Linked DNA regions of Mus musculus: regions 2 and 3 are each linked to region 1. A link is a contact called in public promoter capture Hi-C data. All regions are on one chromosome and are shown on one strand. Each heading gives the region's core, a stretch centred on a gene start, on an enhancer-like site or on the middle of the called end of the contact. The rest is flanking DNA. Distances are from core to core; before and after follow the strand shown.

What was found. Promoter capture Hi-C pulls out the DNA fragments that hold promoters and counts their contacts.
Region 2: a contact with region 1 is called in a promoter capture Hi-C map of liver, with 3 times the contacts expected there. The contact joins the promoter of Nifk here to the promoter of Tmem37 in region 1. A contact is called at or near these places in 1 of 39 promoter capture datasets (liver) and 2 of 9 other capture datasets (adipose tissue and liver).
Region 3: a promoter capture Hi-C map of hippocampal neurons shows a contact between it and region 1, with 2.1 times the contacts expected there. The contact joins the promoter of Htr5b here to the promoter of Tmem37 in region 1.

The regions. Positions count from the first base shown.
Region 1 is chr1:120,071,027-120,076,142 of GRCm38.p6, forward strand. Tmem37 (transmembrane protein 37) reads right to left here and starts at 2,754. Exons shown (of 2, transcript NM_019432.2): 1 at 2,686-2,754. The coding sequence starts at 2,706. It overlaps Gm41937 (a long non-coding RNA gene), which reads right to left. Exons shown (of 3, transcript XR_001779373.2): 3 at 5,060-5,116.
Region 2 is chr1:118,318,876-118,323,991 of GRCm38.p6, forward strand. Nifk (nucleolar protein interacting with the FHA domain of MKI67) reads left to right here and starts at 2,968. Exons shown (of 7, transcript NM_026472.4): 1 at 2,968-3,122; 2 at 4,707-4,850. The coding sequence starts at 3,018.
Region 3 is chr1:121,525,678-121,530,793 of GRCm38.p6, forward strand. Htr5b (5-hydroxytryptamine (serotonin) receptor 5B) reads right to left here and starts at 2,788. Exons shown (of 2, transcript NM_010483.3): 1 at 1,736-2,788. The coding sequence starts at 2,512.

The sequences.
Region 1 (5,116 bases), core at 1,504-4,003:
TTCAAGGCCAGCCTAGTCTACAAAGTGACAGCCAGGACTATACAGAGAAACCCCGTTTTGAAAAAACAAACAAACAAACAAACAAAACCCAAAACAAACAAACAAAACCAAGGTAGACAGAGGCTGAGGCGGAAGGGCACTTCAGGTTATTCCATGCTCCTGGCCCCCACATATGAAATGTGTGGCCCACAGCTGGCTCTCAATTCTTCAGAGTGGTCCATCTCACCAGCAATCTTCATCTTGAACCTGTGTGCCTCACCCCATACCACTGTCATATCTACCGAGCGTCCATTGACTCTGGAATGCTCTCCTGGAGGCAGGGTGGCACAGCTGAGTGGCAGGTGCTGAGAGGGGGGGGCAGAAAAGGGCAAGCGGGCAGCCAGTCCTGCCCAACAGCCTCATCTCTCTGTGCCTTAAGACAGTCCCTTCAAACAGGGCCTTGACTCCCAATGCTAACACTTCTCATCCCCTTTGAACCTGTGTGACCCTGATGGTTCCCACTGACCTGTTGCTTTGACTCTGCCAGGCTTATGAGGCTAACCCCAATGCCATGTCGGATGGGCCTCTGCTTCCCAAGACCAATAACACCCCAACGATGTATAATCATTTTTCACATTCCTGTATCCACTGCTCTTTAATGAGCTCTCTGCCAAGCCTGTGTCAGGCCGCCATCCCAGAGCTGACTACCCCTAACACAGGAAATTTTCTTCGTCAGCCTGTGCCTAACTGTTTCTTTCAGCTCAACCACTGCTTGCATGCTCGAGGCCTGGTGCCCATTCTCGCTAAGTGCATAGACCCTTGCGTGCTAGGCAAGTGCTCCACCCTAGCCACACACACTTCTTAAATGTTTTCTTCTGAGACAGTCTGATGAACACTCGCTCTAGCCCAGGTAGGCCTTGAACCTGCGATCTTCCTGCCCCAGTCTCTCAAGGAGCTAGAAAGGGGAGGCCTGCACTAACAGGTCTTGGGTTTTGCCTGTCATTTATTACCCGGTCTCCTCATCTCCACTGAAGGGTGATAATGGTACCTAACACCTTAGGGACCTTAGGTACTGTTATGGGATGAAGTCATTGTTCAAGTTCCCCTCAGAATAGGGACGAGTGCTCTCCCACCCTGCGCTGACAGATGGGTGTAGCTCATCTTCCTCACTTGCACAGGCAGCTGAGTCTGGGGCAAATATGCCTCCTGTCCTCCTTCCTCCTCTTCTGCTCCCTCCTCCCTCTCCTCTTGCTGCCTCTCCCTTGCTTTCTCTTCCCCCTCTCTCCTTCTCCCACCCCTTTACCTCTTACTGCCTCTTCCTCACCCTCTCTCCCTCCTCCTCCCCTCTCCCTCCTCCCCTCCCTCCTCCCTCTTCCCCTAAAGGGGCTCCTACCTATGGCGGGTTAGTTTAGCTCCTCCCACACCCACACTGGTTTCTGAGTATCTCCTTTAGGGGTGCCCCCACACCTTGGCTCATTCCTCCATTCCTCCTGTGCCTTCCCTTCCCTGGAGATGGTCTGGAATATACCCAGGAACAAAGAAAAACAAGTCACCGAATCAGAGTCCCTACCACACCCTAGCAACTGAGTTCTGGATAAAAGAGTTTGAGGGTGGCCTTGCAAGGTTTTTCTTTTCTTCTTGTTACCAAAAGTGTGAGTGAGGTTCGGAGTTGGGAAGACCTGAATTTGTGTACATCCTGTCACTTGGCTACCCACTGTGGCCAGGTTACTTTCGAGCCTCAGTTATCTCTCTGTAGAATGGGTAGAGCTGTAGAGGTGGCCTATTCTTATAATGCCAGCTACTGGAAGGCTAAGGAAGCAGGGTGAATTGAGCCCAGGAGTCTAAGAGCATCCTGAGCAACAAAGAACAGATCCTGTCTATCTCAAGCAGTGCTGATAATGATAAAAATAATGATTAATGGGCGGAACAGTACCTAAAATTATCAGGGCCTGAGCACCTGGAGGCAGAGTCAACTGACCTCTGTACTTCTCAGGGCAAGACCGGACAGTGGACAGCCTGGAGCACAGCCAGCCACCGGGATGCCTGGGTGAGCAGGAAGCTGGCCCGCGGGGTAGTGGACACTTCCGACCGCCTTTTGAAGCGGGCAGGAATGCAGAGATTCTCAGCCAACACAAACACTCAGCATTGCTCCAAAAGAAGCCAGATCTTAGGGGAAGCGGCCGCTCCTGTCCTGGGAACCGTTTACCTCGAGTGTCAGGTCCCCAGCGAATCCAGTCCCACCTCAGTTCCACCTAACTCCTCAAACGCGCTTCGGAGGAAGATGATATTTGCAGTCGCCCTCTCAGAAAGTTCTGGCTTCGCGAGCAACGTCCTCGTCCGTTACATAAACCAAGCCTGGCATTTTCTAAGTCTACCCTGACAGTCCGCAACTCTAGACCCCCAGTTTTTAAAGATTCTCAACGACCCCCGAGAAAAGCCTAACTGGTGACCCTGCAAAAAAGTTTGGTGGTCTCTGGTGCTCATCAGAGGCCGAGAAGACCGTGCAGAGCGAGCTGCATTGGGGTAGCAGGTACCCCCCCCCCCCGACCTCTCAGAGGAACCTTCCGGGGGAAGGGTGTCCCAGAAAGACCTGGGCACCTTGGGGAGTTGTCACCCTAACCCAAAGTTTCAGTCACTGAGAGTTCCCAGTCCTCCCCCATGATAGACTGTACCCCGGCTCTGCGCCCCGCGGGTCCCTCAGGTTACCTGCGCGCCGATGGCCGTCATGCTGCGCTCTGGTAGGCAGCGCTGTCGCCTGGCCTAGCTGTCGCACTCGTGCACTTGTGCTCGGCCACGGGGCTGGCCCTCTATCTGGGCGGGGCGCAAGCCGGGGGCGGGGGCTTCGCGGTCACTGGGCTGCTCGGGTTACGCTGACTCAGCAGCGCCCTGGGTCCCAGAGAAGGGGTGAGCGGTGACCCGGCTCGCGATCTTCCCCTGGATGCAGATTCCTCGAGGACTGGGAGATTTGGTTCCAGTCCAAGATTGAAGGGCCAAGAGTCGGGAAGGAGCACCTAGGTGCAAAGTGGAGGATCCCGCCAGGATTCTGGTTTCTACACCGGGTGTGTGACCTTGGACCGCTAGTTTAACACCGCAGAGCCTTGGTTAATAAGTGAGATACTATGTGATTGGCTGGCCTGTTACAAAGCTTTTGTGACATGTGAGTGGACCAGAACCTTCACTTGTCTTAGTTTACTCGTTAAGGAGGATGTGACGGCGTCCTTGACTCCTAGTCCCCTCGGGAACTATCAGCAAACACTAGGTCAAATGTGGTGGCAGATTCCTGTAAATCCAGCATTTGAAGGGCTGATGCAGAGGGATTGCCTTGAGTTAAAGGCCAGTCTGGGTTATTTGAGCAGCCTGGGATACAGGGTCAGACTCTGTAATCACGGAGAGAATGGAGGAGAGGGTTGGGAAGGAAGAGGAGGGGGAGGAAGAGAAAGGACAGGAGGGAGGAGGCGTGGAGGGGTGACTAAGAGCTTAGTGCAGCAAGCAGGAGGCCCTAGATTCTTTTCCCAGCCGCATAAGTAAAGGAGAGTGGGAGGGGGTATAGATGGGTATGCTAAAATACTCCCACCCCCAAAGGGTGGAAGGTGTGGTCTGAGGGCGAGGGTTTCAGCTAGCATTTCCTACTTCCTTCCTCCAGCCTGGGGAAGAAGGTGGGTGGGGTCCTACATAAAATAAAATAAAGTAAGATGCTGACTAAGGACTAGATTAGATGGAATAAATCATCTATCTTGTTCTGGCCAGCAGATTGCTCTCTTGTTTACCTATGGACATTGAAAAGAATACACTTATATCCTCTGGAAGGAGCCATGAGGGAAACCAGGAAGATGCGGCCTCACATGCATTCTCTGCTTCCCAGTTCATCTGATTCCACAGAAAGCTTTGCTCAGCCCCAGAGCCAGTCCTGGGGCAGACAGATAGGGTGTGGACACATGTCCCTGCCTCCTCTTGCTTTCCCACTCTGAGTGAAGGCTAGCTGAGATGCTGGCTGCTGCAAACACACATTGCTGGGCCCCTCCCTGGAACTTCTGACCAGTGGGACCAGGCTGAGACCTGCCGTGAGTGGCGTTAGGTACTGCTAGCTCTGGGTTAGAGCCTGAGCTAAGACTAAGGGCAGTCGGCCAGGTCCATCCAGCCACTTGGCTTTTCTCCATCCACCGGCCTCCTCTCCATGGCACTACCTGCTTTCTCCCCAGTCCAGGATTCTAGAAGCCAGGTGTTCATTTCTCCAGTGCAAGGAGCACCTAGCTCTCCCCCAGCCTGGGGGCCTGGCTGTCCTTTGAAGCAGTTCTAGAATACTCTCTGGAGGAACCTGGGTTGCTCTTTTTCACCAGATCTGAGCATGGCCCGTGCCTGCATTCCATCCCCAGGACTACATAAGTGAGGTGTGATGTTATAAACACCTGAGATCACAGCACTTGGGAGGTGGAGTTGGGAGGATCAGAAGTTTAGTCATTTTTGACTACATGATAAGTTTAAGGCTAGTCTGGGCCACATGAGACCTTGTCTCAAAAAGAGGGAAAAAAAATAGTTGTCCAGTTTCATAATCTGCTCCCATCTCGTGCCTTCTGAGAGTGTACATGTCTGTGGGTAGGGTGCCTTTTAGCTGTTTATACAACAGCTAAAGACCTTCTTGCTGACAAGGCGGTCTAAGAAGCAGAAATGAGGAAGTGTCTGTCCAGTTCCCAAAGGGAGTACAGAACAAACGCCTGGAGTCTGGGTGGGGCTTGTGCCAAGATCTGGCACCCTAGGCTTGAGGAACCCACAACACTCCCTCAGCACACACCCTCTTCCCAGTGCCACAACAGAGGCAGACATTATCCCGAGGCAGAAGCAGAGACATTACAAAGAGAGACCCTTGTGGTGGCACAGGCCTTTAAGGCTGGCACCCTCGAAGCAGAGACATGCTGATCACATAGGCTAGCCTGGGTTACTCAGTGAGGTCGTGTGCTTCTCTCCCTTTGGCTTTCAGACATGGATCCCAAGGAATTGGAATTTCCCCAGGAAGCCCGTGCTAGAGAAGGAAAGACTGGGCCTGGTACCATCGAGAGCAGAGATTTGTCTCCTAGAGACAATCTTTTTTAAAGATTTATTTATTATTATATCTAAGTACACTGTAGCTGTCTTCAGATGC
Region 2 (5,116 bases), core at 1,718-4,217, 1.8 Mb before region 1:
AGAAGAACTCGATGACATCACAAGTAGCAGGTCCTGGGCTGGGGATATAGCTCTAGAAGTTGAGGGCTTACCAAGAATGTGAGTTCCTGGATTTAACTGCAGTACTACATAAATCAGATGTGACGGTTCAAATAAGAATGCCCCCATACATGGGATGATGTATTTGAGTATGTGGTCCCCAGTTGGTGGAACTGTTTGTGAAGAATTAGGAGGTGGAGCCTTGTTGGAGGACATGTATCACTAAGGGAAGGCTTTGAGGTTTCAAAAGTCCATACCATTACCAGACATCTTTCTGTCTTCCTGCTACTTATGGGTTAGGATATATGCTCTCAGCTCTCAGTGCCCTGCCTGCCTGCCTGCTGCCTGCTGCCTGCTGCCTGCTGCCTGCTGCCTGCTGCCTGCTGCCTGCTGCCTGCTGCCTGCTGCCTGCTGCCTGCTGCCTGCTGCCTGCTGCCTGCTGCCTGCTGCCTGCTGCCTGCTGCCTGCTGCCTGCTGCCTGCTGCCTGCTGCCTGCTGCCTGCTGCCTGCTGCCATACCCCCTACCATGAGTGTCATGGACTCACTCTCTGAAATGTAAGTTCTAAATAGATTCTTCCTTCTATAAGTTGCCTTGCTGGTGATGTGTCACCACACTATTAGAAAAGTAACTAAGGTGCTGGGTGAATTGTGCATGCCAGAACTTGGGAAGTAGAAGCTTTGTGTTTACAGAAGATGGGCTCTCTCAACTCTCTTGGCTGCCTGCCCATGCTTCCTGCTACCATTTGCTGCCATGACTTCTCTGCTATCATGGACTCTTCCTCCGGAGCTATATACCAAAGTAAACTCCTTTCCCCATAATTTCCATTGATCAAGGTGTTTTATCACAGCCACAGGAAGGTAACTGATACACTCAGGAAGAGGGAGCTTCAATTAAGGAGTTGCCTCCATCAGATTGGCCTGGGGATGTGTCTTTTGGGGCATTTTCTTGATTGGTGGCTGACGTAGGAGAGCTCAGTCCACCGTGGATGCCAACATCCTTTGACAGATGGCCTGAGTTATATAAGAAAAGTGGTTGAGTGTGAGCCTGGGAACAAGCCAATAAGCAGTGGTCCTGCATGGTTTCTACTTCAGTTCTTGCCTTGGTTTCTCTCGATGATGGATTTTAACCTATAAGGAACAAAATCTTGCTTCTCCCCCAGGTTGGTTTTGGTTTGTCTTATCATAGCAACAGAAAGAAAACTAGGACATCCCCAGAGGACAGCCTGCTGGAGTTGGTCCTCACCTTCTACCATTTGGGTTCTATGGTCCAGTTCAGGCCTTCAGCCTAACCTCCATAGCCTTTACCCTCAGACCCATCTTGCCATTGATTGCCTTCCTCCTTTTGTAGGGACAGGGAGGGTCTCATGTATCGCTGGCTGCCTAGATGTTGGTTTACTCAGAGTTGGAAGTAGAAGCCAGAGCTTCATAAAAGGCAGGTAAGCTCTGTGCTGAGCCTGCACCTCCAGCCCCTCTTCCAGTGTTCCTTATGTCATAACATTCCCCAAAGGGGCTTAAGGAAGCCCCATCTCCCCAGAAGTTGCTCTCTTAGATAAAGGGCTTCTTTTTTTATCCACTGAGTCTCAAAAATATTTTGCTTAAAATAATCTTCAGACCGGGTCAGTAAGGTGGCTCAACAAGTAAAGGCACTTGCCACTAAGCCTGAGTCCCCAAAACCCATACCGTGGAAGGAAAGAACTACAGCAAGTAGTCCTTTGACCTAGACACATGCGATGCAGCACAAGGGTGCACACACCCATACTCACTGACAGGCATACACTACACACAAAATCAATCAACCTGTCAATCAATTAATCTATAAGTAAATAAACAAATGGAGAAAAGACAACTGTTTCAACATAAGAAACTCTTACAAGCTTCTCCTTTTGTTTTCTCAAAATTCCTATTGTGTTACCTAAAGAAACTTACTAGGGAACTCAAGAGATGGCTCTGTGGTCAAGAGCTCACAGTCCTTAATTCCAGTTCCAGTGTTCTGATGCCCTCTTCTGGCCACTGCAGGCACTGCACATATAGGGTACATATACAGGCAAAACACTCATCGCATAAAAATAAAATAAATGGGGACTAGACAAATAGCTCACAGTTAAAAGTATTTTCTGCTCTTCCAGAGGACTTGAGTTCAGTTCCCAGTACATTGGACATCTCTCAACAGCCTGAACTCCAAGTTCAGGAGATCCGACACCATTATTCTCTATGGTCATCTGAATTCCTGAACACATACCCACTCACAGACACAGGTGTATAATATCAAAAATATAAATAGGTGTTGGATTATGCTGTGGAGACTTCCATGATGAGGACTGGTGGAATTTCAAGTCCTGAACTTGAGAGACCTCGGGGACTGGTGGAATTTTTTTCTTGTAGGGCAGGGTCTGGCCACTCTCCCACTTTTGGATGGTTAGAAAACCATTAGGGACGTTGGAAAACATGCGGGGGTGGGGGGACTGGGGAGGTTGGCCACTGGATCTCCTCAGGCAGGGGCCTGGCCACTTTCCTGCTTGAGCGTTTACAAAGTTTACAAAAGGAGCCCACAGAGGGGAAGGCTTTTCCTGTTGCACGTTGGCATGAACAGGCAACGGGCATGGCTAATGTTTGAGACTTTAAATTTGTTTTTGAGTCCATGGAGCCCAGGCTGTCTTCGAACTATGTTTATGAGAATGGCGCTGAACTCCTGATCCTCCTGCCTCTACCTCCCAAGTGTTGGGATTACAGATGGGGGCAGGGGGCGTGGCTCCAGTCACATTTTATGAGGCACTGGGTTTCAAACCTAGGACTGAGAACAAGCGCTTCACCAACGGAGCCTTAATCCGATTTTAAATGTTTTTAGTTTGTGGCCAGTAGGTGGCGCTCGAGCTGCCTCAATTCTAGACACCGGGGCCTGCTCTTTTGCTACACTTCCGCCTCTACTTCCGCTTCCGAGACGCGAAGGAAACGTCACTTCCGAAGGCTCCGCGTGGATTGACTTGTTCGGGTTCTCCAGCATGGCTGGGTTAGCAGGCCCCGCGAAGCCGAGTCTGGCATTGAACCCGCAGGAAGACTCGCAGTTTGAGAAGGCTCTGACGCAGATCCAAGGGCGCACGAAGAAGGTGAGCGGCGCGGGGCGGCCGGGCTGGCTCGGGAGCCAACCTCTCACGGGCTGGGAGACGATGGTTCCAATCAGGGGACCGAGGCAGGTCAGGAATCGGTGTGAGGTGAAGGAGGAGGGGTACCACGTGTGGGAGCATGGCACCCCCAGATCTCAGAATGTGTTAAAGCTGCCACGCTTCCGCTTTGACCTGCAAAATGAGGGTTCATGGTCTACCGCAGCATTCGGAAGGTGTGTTATGTCCCCTTAGTTTGTAGTGCTTAGAAGACGGAGTAGACGTCCCGAAGCCCACGTCCTGGGAGGATCGAGAGTCAGAATACAGCTCAGGGTCAGAATTCAGAATAGGGCTTCAACCTGTCAACCTGTCGAGTTCAGTTTGTATGCAATGTCCCTAACGGAAGTTTATAGTCCCTTTGGTTTGCACCATGGAGTGCATTGGAGAGAACGACAGCTTTTCTTTTTTTATTGTTGTTGTCCTGGGGGTCTTTTGGGAGGGTCGCTTTTGTTACAGTGTCAGTATAGGGTTTATTGTAGCCCAAGCTCACCTCACATTTGCTGTGCAGTCGAGGTCTTGAACCCCCTATATCCACTTCATGAATACACTATAGGTCACCCGGTACCCTACCTGACAGGAAACAAGTTCTTGTTCTCTGGGGTCATAGTATGGTGATAGAGAAGGAGAGTCTGCACCATGAAGGTTAACAACCGGAAACAGTTAAGATTCGGTGTAATAAACTGCCAACTGCATTCGGAGTTGAAGGTCTTGGTTTCACAGTGTTACTCTGAACATGACAGACTGTTACTTGCTTGTCCATTTAGCTCTTGAACACATGTTGTGCTGACTGTTTTGTAGGGACAGGTGGGTGTGGACATATGTGTGCCTTGGTGTGCATCATGGTGCGTGCGTGTGTGGGAGTCTGTCTCTTGCAGAGTCTGTGGCTCTGTGTGATTGAACTCAGGCCTCAGCCTTGCTCAGCAAGTGCTTAAGGGAAGAGAGATACCAAACACGGAGTTTTTCAGTTTCTGCCCTGATAGAGTTATGAGTTTGTTCCTGGACCAAGGGGAAAGAATGGTGTTGAAAATTTGTTGCAGGCCAGGCAAGGTGACTTTTACCTTCAATCCTAGTGTTGGAGAGGCAGAGGCAGGCAGATCTCCACCTAGCCTCTGAAAGGACTTTAGGAAGCTGGGTGGCGGGGACACACACCTTTAATCTTAGCACTCAGGAAGCAGGGGCAGGTGGATCTGTGTGAGTTTGAGCCTAGCCTGGTCTACAAAGCTAGCTCCAGGACAGCTGGGGCTACCCAAAGAAACTCTGTCTCAAAAAAAAGAAAAAGACATTAGAATTAATTTACTCTGAGGTTATGGAATGGTAACATACTTTCGTTGAAAAATAAAGACCTTTGCAGGGCATGGTGATATAGGACTTTAATCTTAGCATTCAGCAGTTAGAGGCCAGCCAGGTCTACGTAGTGAGTTTTGGGCCAGCCAAGGCTCCATAGTGAGATCCGGCTCAGAAAAATGTGTATACGCACAAACGTTTTGGTGTAGTATGAGTTTGTATTTTTAAAATGTTTATCTGTTTTAGCCTCAGCAAAAGAAGAAAGAAAAACTTAACCGTGGAGTAGTTTATCTGGGCCACCTACCTTCAACACTTTCTGAAAGCCACATCTATAACTACTGTGCCCAGTTTGGCGACATTAGCAGATTCAGATTGTCTAGAAGTAAGCGGGTAAGATTCTGTTCCTGAATTCAACTATGTATATTTTGCTTGTCAATTGTATGTCATCCTTTGTATTCATAGGCACAGCGTTGTTACCTACAAAGTTCCTGCTCGGGAACTTTTCACAAGCCAGGCATGGTGGCACCCCCCTTAAATCCAGCACTCAGGAAGCAGAGGCAGGTGAATCGGTTTAAAGCCAGCCTAGTTTACATCATGAGTTCGGAGATACCCACAGCTACATAGAGAGAGCTTGTCTCTAAATAAAGTAAATATAA
Region 3 (5,116 bases), core at 1,538-4,037, 1.5 Mb after region 1:
AGACTGGTGGTCAGCCGCTCATCATGACCAGGACAATGTAGTTATCTTTGTGTTCTTCAGTTGGTGGGGTCTTCCTCGGGGGAAGACTGGGGGTGTGACTCAGTTGGTAGAATGCTTGCCCAGCATGCATAAAGCTGTAGGTTTCATTCCCAGAACCACACAAAGCAGGAATGGTGGTACTGCCTCTGACTTCCACACTTTTGGGGGTGAAGGAGGAAGGATCAGAATTTCAAGGTCATCCTTTGTCACTCAGGAAGTTCCATGCCAGCTTGCAATACCTGAGACCCTGCCTTAAAAATATTCAATTGTTAAAAACTAGTAACCTACGTGTTTAAAAATGAGGAAAAGGAGACACACAAGTATTAATGGATGTCTGGAATGGAAACTACAACCCAGGTTCTCTCTCCCAAATCTCCAGGAGACATCTCTGGGATTGGGATAAGTAAACAAAGGGACACACACAGAGACACACACACATAGACACAGACACACACAGACACACAGACACACACACACACACACACACACAGAGAGAGAGAGAGAGAGAGAGAGAGAGAGAGAGAGAGAGAGAAGGGGGGGTTGGGAAGTGGCTTATAGAGTTTTAGAATCTGGTCACTGTGAAGAAGAACCTGGGGTCAATGACAATAAAGAGTGACAGCTACAGGTATTTCTTTACTTATATTAACGTAATTGACATTCCACAGAAGTCCAGGACAGTCTAGTCTAGCCAGGATCAAGAAGATGGCAACTCCAGACCTGATGTGGACAGAGCCACTCCAGGATCGAAGGAATGATGACTGCTGCTAAGTATTGGTGTGTGTGTGTGTGTGTGTGTGTGTGTGTGTGTGTGTGTAACATTTACGAGTTTGTGTGCATGTGTGGTCCACATGGAGCTCAGAGGACAACTCTCAGGGATAGAGCTCAAGCTGTCTTGGCTGCCTAAGACCAGCTAGGTAGATAGGACTTGATCACTATCAAGAAAGACAGGCTGGGGATGTAGCTGAGTTGGTAGAGAGTTGCTTCCGGTACAGGAAACCCCGGAGTTCCATTCCCTTCCTCTCCCTCCACCACCCCACCCCCGCCCCAATTCAAGGAGATTGGTAATGCATGCCTGTAATCCTCCACTTGAGGCCAGGGGATTAGAAGTCCACGGTGGGTTTTTTGTTTGTTTGTTTGTTTGTTTTGTTTTGTTTTGTTTTTCGAGACAGGGTTTCTCTGTATAGCCCTGGCTGTCCTGGAACTCACTCTGTAGACCAGGCTGGCCTCGAACTCAGAAATCCACTTGCTTCTGCCTCCTGAGTGCTGGGATTAGAAGTCCAAGGTTATACTTTTCCATAAAAAGTTGGAGTTCAATCTGGGCCTCATGAGACCCCGTCTCAAAACAACACACACACACACACACACACACTCACACACACACACACACACACACACACACGAGGTTTGGAGGCTCCAGAGCTAGTTCTCATGTACAAGTTTAGAAAATAATTTTCACAGGTGCATATCCCGCAGGTGGTTCTCTAGAAATACAAGCGCTAAGCCACCCCACGAGCTCAAGAGCAGATGGCCTTCTCCCGCGCTCCAGATGCGACATTTCCTCTCCTCTCTTACACACCAAAGTCCAAACTCCGTTCTACTCTTCCATTTTCTATTTTTATTTCTTTCCAGGACCCTTCCTCCGCACTACCCCCACCCCCACATCCACACCGAGAAATCCACAAAGAGTCCCTGTTACCTGCGTGGTGGCAGGAAGCGGTACCACCGCCCGCCGTCTGCGGCCGAATCGAAATTTGGCGGCTTTGTATATTTTCCAGTAGACGAAGAGCACCACCGCCAGAGGCAGGTAGAAGGCTCCGCAGGTGGAGAAGACAGCATAGGAGGGCTCCTGGCTCACCTGGCAACGCTGCAGCCGAGCATCATAGGCTTCGCCCCAGCCAAAAAGCAGCGGGGCGAGAGCAATGAGCGCGGACAGTGCCCAGGTGATCGCGATCATGAGCGCAGAAGCACGGCTCCGGGTGCGCAGCGTGTACTGCAGGTGGCGCGTGATAGTCCAGTAGCGATCCAGGGCGATGGCCGCCACGTTCCAGATGCTGGCGGTGCAGCACAACACGTCGAAGGAGATCCACACGTGGCACAGACTCCTGCCTAGCTGCCAACGTCGCCCAACGGACAACTCGCTCACCAGGCTCAGAGGCATCACCAGAGCCGCCACCAGGACATCCGAGACGGCTGTCGAGGCCACCAAGTTATGTGGCACGCGGTGGAAGGCGCGGACACGCAGGATAGTCACCAGAACTAGCAGATTCCATAAGAAAGTGGCAACGATCAGCAACACCAGTAGAGTCACCACAAGCACGGTGAAAGCAGAGAAGGGCGGCTCGCGGCCAGGCAAGATGAGCCCACCTGGGGTGGATCCCATGCTCCTGCCGGAACTTGGGCTGTCACTGCAGCTCTCGGGTCCCGGAGGAAAGGCAAGGCCGGGAGTGGCGCCTGAGAGGTTAGAAACTTCCATTATTCAGGGACTTGGGCTCTGGGGCAGGAGATGTGCCCGTGGTTGCATGAACTGTGGATAGGTGGCGAAGCAAGAGAAGCAAGAGAGGCACTCCGCGCGCCCAGCAACGCAAAAAGATGTCCAAACCGCGCCACCCTTGTCCCTTTTCCAAACTGCAGCCTCCTTTTGGCGCTTCTTTTGGCCTTTTTCGTGGACCCTCTTTTCCAGATGAGACTCCTTAGTCCAGCTTTGCCCAGCGCATCAAACCGACTGCAGAGGATTGGGGACTGGTGCCTGGGCTCAATAGAGACCTTCCCTGAATGGTTGCTGGAACCAAAGGGCTCCTCGTGTGGGCTGAAATGGGCGGAGGAGTTTTGGAGCCTCCACCAATAGGAGCTGTAGCTGTAGCGCAGTACTAGCGGTCTCCCACCTCCGAGGGGCGGAGAGAAAGCTAGCAGCGGTCGCCTCAGGGAAAAGTTGTTAACATCCTGTTGGAATTCCATAGCTACCACCTCCGCAGATCCCTCAAGTGGACTTGTTGGTTCTGTTAGACACTGAGACATTGTTGGGCTACCAGCCAAAGGCATTGTGGTTTCCTGGAGCCCTGATTCTACCTGTATCCAGAGTAAGAGTCCCAAATATTGGAGTGCATGAAACAGAAAGTTCTGCTCCCCAGCTGTTAGGTGCTAGGTGCTCAGTGCTCTGTGCTCCATCCCAGCTGCTTGGTGCCCAACTCATAGGGAGGGTTTCTTGGACCTTGCAGTTTATCCCTTAGTTTTATGCTAACAACTCCAGGCTGAAGCTGTTGGACAGAGATCTAGAAGAGGGACAGTTTCCAACCTGCTTGCCATGTCTAACTTCAGGTGCTCCACCTCCTTTTGGTTTCTAATAGTCTACTATCCTCTTCCAGTTTAAACCTGAGGTTTTATTGTTGCAACTTTGTTTCTTGTGGTGCTGGGGATGAAGGCAGGGGTCTTGTCCAGGATAGGCAGGCACCCCACCCCGCAGCTACTCTCATTTACCCTTGGGTAAAGGAAAACGGCACTTACGTGAAATTCTCTTCACCCTCCTCCAACATCCCCATTCCATTTTCAATCTCATTCTTTAAATTACTTTTACGTGTGTGTGTGCGTGTGCGTGTGCGTGTGCGTGTGTGTGTGTGTGTGTGAGAGAGAGAGAGAGAGAGAGAGAGAGAGAGAGATCATGAGGAGGTCAGAGAAAAACTAAAGGAAGTCAGTTGTTCCTGTCCACCGTGTGGATTCCAGGGATGGAACTCAGAGCTAGGGAATTCAGATCTTCAGGCTTGGTGCCAACTGTTTTGACCCAGTGAACCATCTTGCAGGCCCCAGTCTCATACTTTAAAAAAGCATATCAAGTTGGATGTGGTAGCATACACCTTTCTTTAATCCCAGCACTCAGGAAGCAGAGGCAGTTTTGAAGCCAGCCTGACCTACACAGTCAGCTCCAAGACAGCTGGGACCACAGAAAAACCCTGCCTCAGAAGCAAGCAAACAAACAAACAAACAAATAATAAAAAGTATATCAAAGTATATTGTATGAAAAAGTCTTAAGTAAAAATAATTGGCTATTTTAAGAGCATAATGTGATTACTCTAAAGCTGTGGCTGTTGGTGGGAGTCAAACAGAAACTTGAGATAGCATCCTTAAGGTTGGAACAAAGGTCAGACGGTTGAGGGTTCACCTAGCATATCAGTCTCGTATGCTGGTGTGTATATGGTTGCAATCCCAGCAGTTGGCTGGGGGTGGGGGTGGAGGTAGTTGGATCAGAAATTCAAAGCTGTCTTCTAATGTACATAGCTATTCATAGTAATATGCATAGCTATACCTCTAATAGACATAACTATACCTAGTAAGTAAGGTCAAAGCCAGATGAGCAAGACTTTTTCTGGTTTTCTTTCTGTTGCTGTGATAAATACCCTAACAAAAGCAACCTTAAGTGGGAAAGGATTTATCCGTGGCCCATCATTGCTAAGCAGTGATCCTCCAGGATCCTGCAGGATCCTGCAGGAGCTTGGGACAAGCAGGGAGAAATGAATACAGGGTTGGAGAGTGTCCAAGTAGCTTTTCCTTCTTTCCTACACCCCAAGACCTAAACCCAGGATTGGTGCTGCCCTCTTTCAAGCTGTGACTTCCTATACCACTTGAGGTAGTCAAGAAAATTCCCCATAGACAAGCCCGTAGGTCAAGCTGATGTAGAAAAATCCTCACAGCAACTCTCTTCTCAAAAGGTAATTATACATTTTGCCAGTTGAACCTGGTCATCAAGAGCCTGTCACAAAACAAACAATAACAAAACTCAGTGTCTATGCCTATGGTCTTTTAGGGACAAAGGAGGCCAAGCAAGCGATGTGTTGGAAGAGTTAGTGGCCTCTGCACCCTGTCAGTGACCTCCCAAGATGATGACCCAGAAAGGCCTGCTAGGCTAGAGCAAGCAAAGTGCCTTCCCCCAGCTCCTCATTCCTGTTTTGTGTGGTGTGGTGTGCTGTGGTGTGGTGTGCTGTGGTGTGGTGTGTATACCCATGTATGCATGTTTACATGTGTGTGAGTGTGTGTGCCACAGTTGACATCAGCAATGAGCTTCAATCTCTTTTCTACCTTATTTACT